Linked DNA regions of Salmo salar: region 2 is linked to region 1. Evidence: chromatin contacts called from public Hi-C data. All regions are on one chromosome and are shown on one strand. Each heading gives the region's core, a stretch centred on a gene start, on an enhancer-like site or on the middle of the called end of the contact. The rest is flanking DNA. Distances are from core to core; before and after follow the strand shown.

Region 1 (2,885 bases), core at 155-2,654:
CGTTTTGAACAACTATGTGCTATTTATGGCCTGTAGGCATCATTGACCTGAGCTCATACAACTAGTTTTTGAGTAAAAAAAGCATAATGTGTGGATTATTTTCACTATAACAAATGCTCAGATTAAACATACTGTGCTATTTATCACAGACTCCTTTGTGTCAAAGTCTAACAAGGACGTTTGTTTTGAAACCATTTCAAATGTTTAAATAGTGGCAGGATGTTATGTCATCACCCGGGATATGTCGTATCTTGTTGGCTCATCCTGATAACATTTTCAGCCGATAGCCGACCTCTCCTCTCAGCTGGGGATGAAGATCAGGACAAATTCCCATTCTTTGACCGGAATGTAACAACAACCTCAGCAGGGCCCTCTTCCTCATCGCTGGATTGTTCCACATCGGTTGTCTCTTGGTCTGGATCATATTCTGTGTTGTCTTCAACTTCTGACACTTTCTCCTCTAATGCATCTTCACTGTCAGTCTCCTGGTCTCTCCTCCTCAACGGTGTCATGATCAAAGATATGATCAAGAGCCTCACATACAATATATCGTTTGGTCATTGTGCTGCCACAGAATGACTTGTGAGCAAGGCCTCAAAAAAGCTTCATATACCAGAGCTGCGAGAAATGTTCTATATATTATTGAAACAATGTTGCAATTGTTTGTGAGAATGCCAACAGGTGTGGTTCCCTTGGGGGAAAGATTCTATTGGGAAAAGTTTGCTCTGTGTGCACAAAGTCATGGAACCTTACAACAATCAGATTAAATGAACTACATTTTTTCAGAGAGAAAACTTGTAAATCGGTCCAATTCGACCAGAACACAGCAGGAGGGTTAAAGAAGTAACCTATAGATGATTTAGATATGAACCGTGAAAATGCTAATACAGTTACTATTGACTTGCATTGGATCTGTGCCACCAGAACCCTAGCAGGGATACCAGCAGCAGAGGGGTCAGAATATCGGTGGCTTTGTGGAGAGAGGAGAGCTGAGAGACAACCGGTGTGTGTGTACCTGTGTGTGTGCATGCGTGTCTGGATGTGTCTGAGAAAAAAAGAGTTGGGTTTGGCAGACCTGGAACCAGCGTATTGTTTGGGGGGAACAGAGGCTGTACTAAAGCAGACAGGAGGTATCCTAGAGCAGTTCTGTTATGGGGACATGAGAGGGCCAGAGTCAGAATGGATCAGTCCAGAGAAAGGTTCTCTGAGCCTGGCCTGAACCAGGTTCCTTGGGGCCCCCTTGGCCCTGATCCCTGGATCCTGGAGCCTACTATGGGACCTGCTGCAGTAGCAGAGATAGCCCTGTAAGGCTGCCAATGTTTAGTGAGGGGCCTGGCCAGGACAGGCCATAGACCCAAGCCGAGAGAGAGAAGGGGGAGATTTGTGGTGGCAGGGTGGGGGTGGGATGGTTGGTGGGGTGGTTGGGGGAGTGCAACACGACCCCTCTCAACCTTCAGCCCCGGTGGGGGGTGGGGGGGGATGCAACACGACCCCTCTCAACCTTCAGCCAAAGGTCTGCTCATACACCGTTGTCCAACTTTGCTATTTATAGACGCAGAAGGCCCTGAATGGCCAGTCTGTTGTGTCCAGCAGTAGCTCTCTGTTAGACAGTGGGGAAATAAAATAGATTATATTATCTCATTCGAACATTTGTGACATCAGTAATATGTAGATGTGGTTGCTGTAACAAAAAAAAATTGGATTTCTGTTCACATGACCACATGCCACAAATAAGGAAAATAATTATGTTTTATATTTGAGATTCTTCAAAGTAGCCACCCTTTGCCTTGATGACAGCTTTGGTGTGTTTGATCACTGGCATTGGGTCTACAGCTGAATTAGAATACAAACAACTCAGGATGAAAGCCTCAGTTCCCGACACCTTAGAGTTTTTTCCCAAACGGGCTCACCCACGATTTATACTGTTGCGATTAATGGTTCTCCATGGAGTGTGCAAATTTAGCGTGATGGCAGCAGATTGGGCAACAAGATTCTCAGGGGGAATAGGATAAAAAGACTCCTCCAAACTTTAAATTCACATATAAGCAATGTTAGTTAGTTGTCCAGCTTCTCCCCAATATCAATTAAAGACATACTCTGGTACTCTGGCGACTAGTAAGTATTTTTTTAACCTGTTAGGGCTAGGGGGCAGCATTGACACGGCTGGATAAAAAACATACCCGATTTAATCTGGTTACCACTCCTACTCAGTAACTAGAATATGCATATACTTATTACATATGGATAGAAAACACCCTAAATTTTCTAAAACTGTTTGAATGGTGTCTGTGAGTATAACAGAACTCAAATGGCAGGTCAAAACCTGAGAGATTCCTTTACAGGAAGTGGCCTGTCTGACCATTTGTTGAACTTCTTTTCCATCTCTATCATTTACTAAGGATCTCTGCTCTAACGTGACACTTCCCACGTCGTCCATAGGCGCTCAGAGCCCGGGAAAAAACAGAATGTCGTCATTCCAGCCCCAGGCTGAAACACATTATCGCCTTTCTCAAGTGGCCCATCAAGAGACACTAGCTTATGCGCGTGACCCCGACCGCCCCCGCCTTTGGGATTTTTTCCTCTGTTTGCCGAAAAGGAGATTCCCTGTCGGAATATTATCGCTTTTCTACGAGAAAAATGTCGTAAAAATTGATTTTAAACAGCGGTTGACATGCTTCGAAGTACGGTAATGGAATACTTAGAATTTTATTGTCACGAATTGCGCCAAGCGCGTGACACTTCTTTACTATTTCGGATAGTGTCTGGAACGCATACGAACAAAACGCCGCTATTCGGATATAACGATGGATTATTTTGGACCAAACCAACATTTGTTATTGAAGTAGCTGTCCTGGGTGTGTATTCTGACGAAGACAACAAAAGGT
Region 2 (2,709 bases), core at 82-2,581, 150 kb after region 1:
AGTTGGGTGGTGAGATGTGGAACAGGAGACAGGAGCCAGAGAGGTAACTGCAATACACGGTGTCAGGCAGGGAAATAGGCACAGCAGAGTAACAGGATCTTGAATAATCATAAATGGCTAGAATCATGAACTGAGCAGAGATTACAATCTGGCAAAATGGAAGTGGCAGGACTGAGTATTTGTAGAGGTCTTGATTATGGAACGAGTTGCAGCTGGTAGGGATCTGCTCTGACTCCAGCACACCTGTCTCCAACCACACAGAGAGGGAGAGGGAAAGAGAGAGAGTGTACAGGGGGAGTAACTGCAGGTCAAGAAGACACCGGATGAACACCAGAGGGCGTAGCAGGAGCAGATGTGACATACAGTTTAGATAGTCTCATATCTTAGTCATTCTGAATGCAAGTTGCAGGTGAATCAAATGTCAGAATGTTGGCTGTCCCCACTCTGTTTGGATTCCGATAGGAATTACACGTCACTTTGCAAGCCTGCATAATGTAACTTTCAGGCCTGATGAGTGTTAGGGTAAAACTAGGCCCTGAAAATGACACCTTATGAAATATGCATTGTATTCTGTTAAATAATTTCATTTGAACTATAATATGTTAGCCTAGAATCTCACTTGAAGGCCACAGGACTGACAATGTATGTACACAACAACCATGTCTTTGTCACTAACAGATACAGTCATGGGTGGTAAAACTCAACATTTTACTTGAATGGCAAGGCATTCTGGGAAATATGTAAATAAAACTTTTCACTAAGCAGTGTGTTAATTTAACACTGAAAAGTGTGGACCTGTATAGACACTGGACCAGTGTTAAATTTAACACTGTGTTGATTTAACACTGGAGAATTTGCTGTCTACTCAATTAGCTTTGAGCTTAACACAACCTTGCCAGCCAGGCATGAAAAACAAATTGTACAGCCAAACTCGAATCAAGAATGCCACGAATGAACAACTTTGATATCCAATCTACATAACTGACATGAACCGACAATGTCGTTCGCTCTTTCTTTGCCCATTTCATAACGGCAAAGACTATGAATGAATGGTCACTTTGGTTTAGAATGTGGACACCCCTGGCCTGTATTAATGGATCAAAGCACATGATGATTGGCCAGCCAGCACACACGGCAGACAATATGGTCTATTTTTTTAGGGTGTTGTGTACTGGGGAGACAGGCAGATGAATTAAACTGGTGACAAGCAGAGGCCTGAGACCTCTCGCTCAGTCTACTTTTAGAAAGTGCAAGTCAAGTTTTAGGTTTCAGTGTCTGCCCCAGAGTGAATGGGTTTTCCAGCTTGCCAATTAGACATACAATTTAAAAGCCTCTTGTCCACAGGCCAGTTGGTTGGGAGCCTCTTGTGCAGTGCAAGGCCAGTGTCAGTCTGTGTGTATGTGTGTGTGTGTGTGTGTGTGTGTGTGTGTGTGTGTGTGTGTGTGTGTGTGTGTGTGTGTGTGTGTGTGTGTGTGTGTGTGTGTGTGTGTGTGTGTGTGTGTGTGTGTGTTTGCATTTTTGTGCGCATGTGTGTGTATATTTGTGTATCTGCATGTGTGTTGTGGTTTGGTGTGGAGTATGAGTCTGTGTCTCGTCTGGCTTGTAGGCTGTTATTCATTCTCAGCAGATAGAATAAGGTATATTGTGTAACACAGCAGATGTAATGAATGCAACAGACTCAATCTCTTAGAGATATGTATTCAAAGAAAGTGTTTTGAAATTTTGATTTACAAAGGCCCTGCCTTTGAAAGTGATCCTTTTCCCCCAAGCAGCCAAGCTGCAGGTTCCCAGAGTTGACGAAGGGCAAGTAGACCTCAGGAATGCGGCCTTGAAACATTAGCCCACCAGCGGAAGCCCAGGGCTGGGTGACATAGGGGCGGGCGTACCATTCTGGAGGTGTGGGATTTAAAGGGTGGGGGGTGTCCCATCTAATCACTTCCTGTTCCTGCCCTGCTGGGAAATCTGTCACCTCGTGATAGGGGTCTGGCAGGACTGATTTATTCATCCTTTCTAGGCAATGTAGTAAACCAGGGGCGGACTTTGCCCAAAATGCCAGATGGGCTGGTTCATTTTTAGCCCAGTGGGCCTGTCTAACTTGGGTTTTTTGTGCAAAATTATTATTATCTGGCTAATAATGGGGGCTACAAGGGAAAAAAATGGGCTGGTGTGGGGGCCTTGAGGAAAAATATGGGCCAGTGTAGGGGCCTCAAGGGTAAAGAATTGTCCGGTGTGGGGGCCTCAAGGAAATGCCAGGGCTGATTTTTGGTCCCAGGCGGTCCTTGTAGTAAACTATAGCCTAATCATATTTAGGAAGTACATTTCCTTGGAAATATATCTGCCCCGTTGTTCTCCGCCCATGCATAGGCTATAGCCAAGCCTACTATATTTAAGTGAGACCACACGTGCTCCTGATCTAGTACATATGGCTGCTTAACTTGAAGCAGCGAATGATGAGAGCAGACACTTGCACTTTCTCTTGAGCTACGTTTTGCATATAGAATATAGGCTAACTTTTAAGAGGACGATTTGCAGGCAAAGACAAATAAATGGGTAATCAATATTTATTGAAAATGAAAAGGTGCAACGCTCGCTCACCATGGTAGCCTAACCTGTGCACGTGTTGCGCCTTTTCCTTTTCAATGATGATCACAATTTTTGATTGCACCTCCACTTCTTTACATTATGAAGATTTATTTACAGACACTGTAG

Evidence for each region. A called contact is a pair of places that touch in the nucleus more often than the background predicts.
Region 2: a Hi-C map of muscle shows a contact between it and region 1, with 10 times the contacts expected there. The contact joins two enhancer-like sites. A contact is called at or near these places in 2 of 3 Hi-C or Micro-C datasets (gill and muscle).

What each region holds. Positions count from the first base shown.
Region 1 is chrssa10:65,161,072-65,163,956 of Ssal_v3.1, forward strand. No RefSeq gene overlaps it. Among protein-coding and RNA genes, the nearest start is that of igf2b, 7.6 kb to the left of the region's middle. Within about 2 kb of position 1,405, at least 2 of the 13 cell types and tissues checked have an H3K27ac peak or open chromatin away from gene starts, as enhancers often do. A contact at or near this core is called in muscle, where this site is marked.
Region 2 is chrssa10:65,309,955-65,312,663 of Ssal_v3.1, forward strand. No RefSeq gene overlaps it. Among protein-coding and RNA genes, the nearest start is that of si:ch211-236l14.4, 93 kb to the left of the region's middle. Within about 2 kb of position 1,332, at least 2 of the 13 cell types and tissues checked have an H3K27ac peak or open chromatin away from gene starts, as enhancers often do. A contact at or near this core is called in muscle, where this site is marked.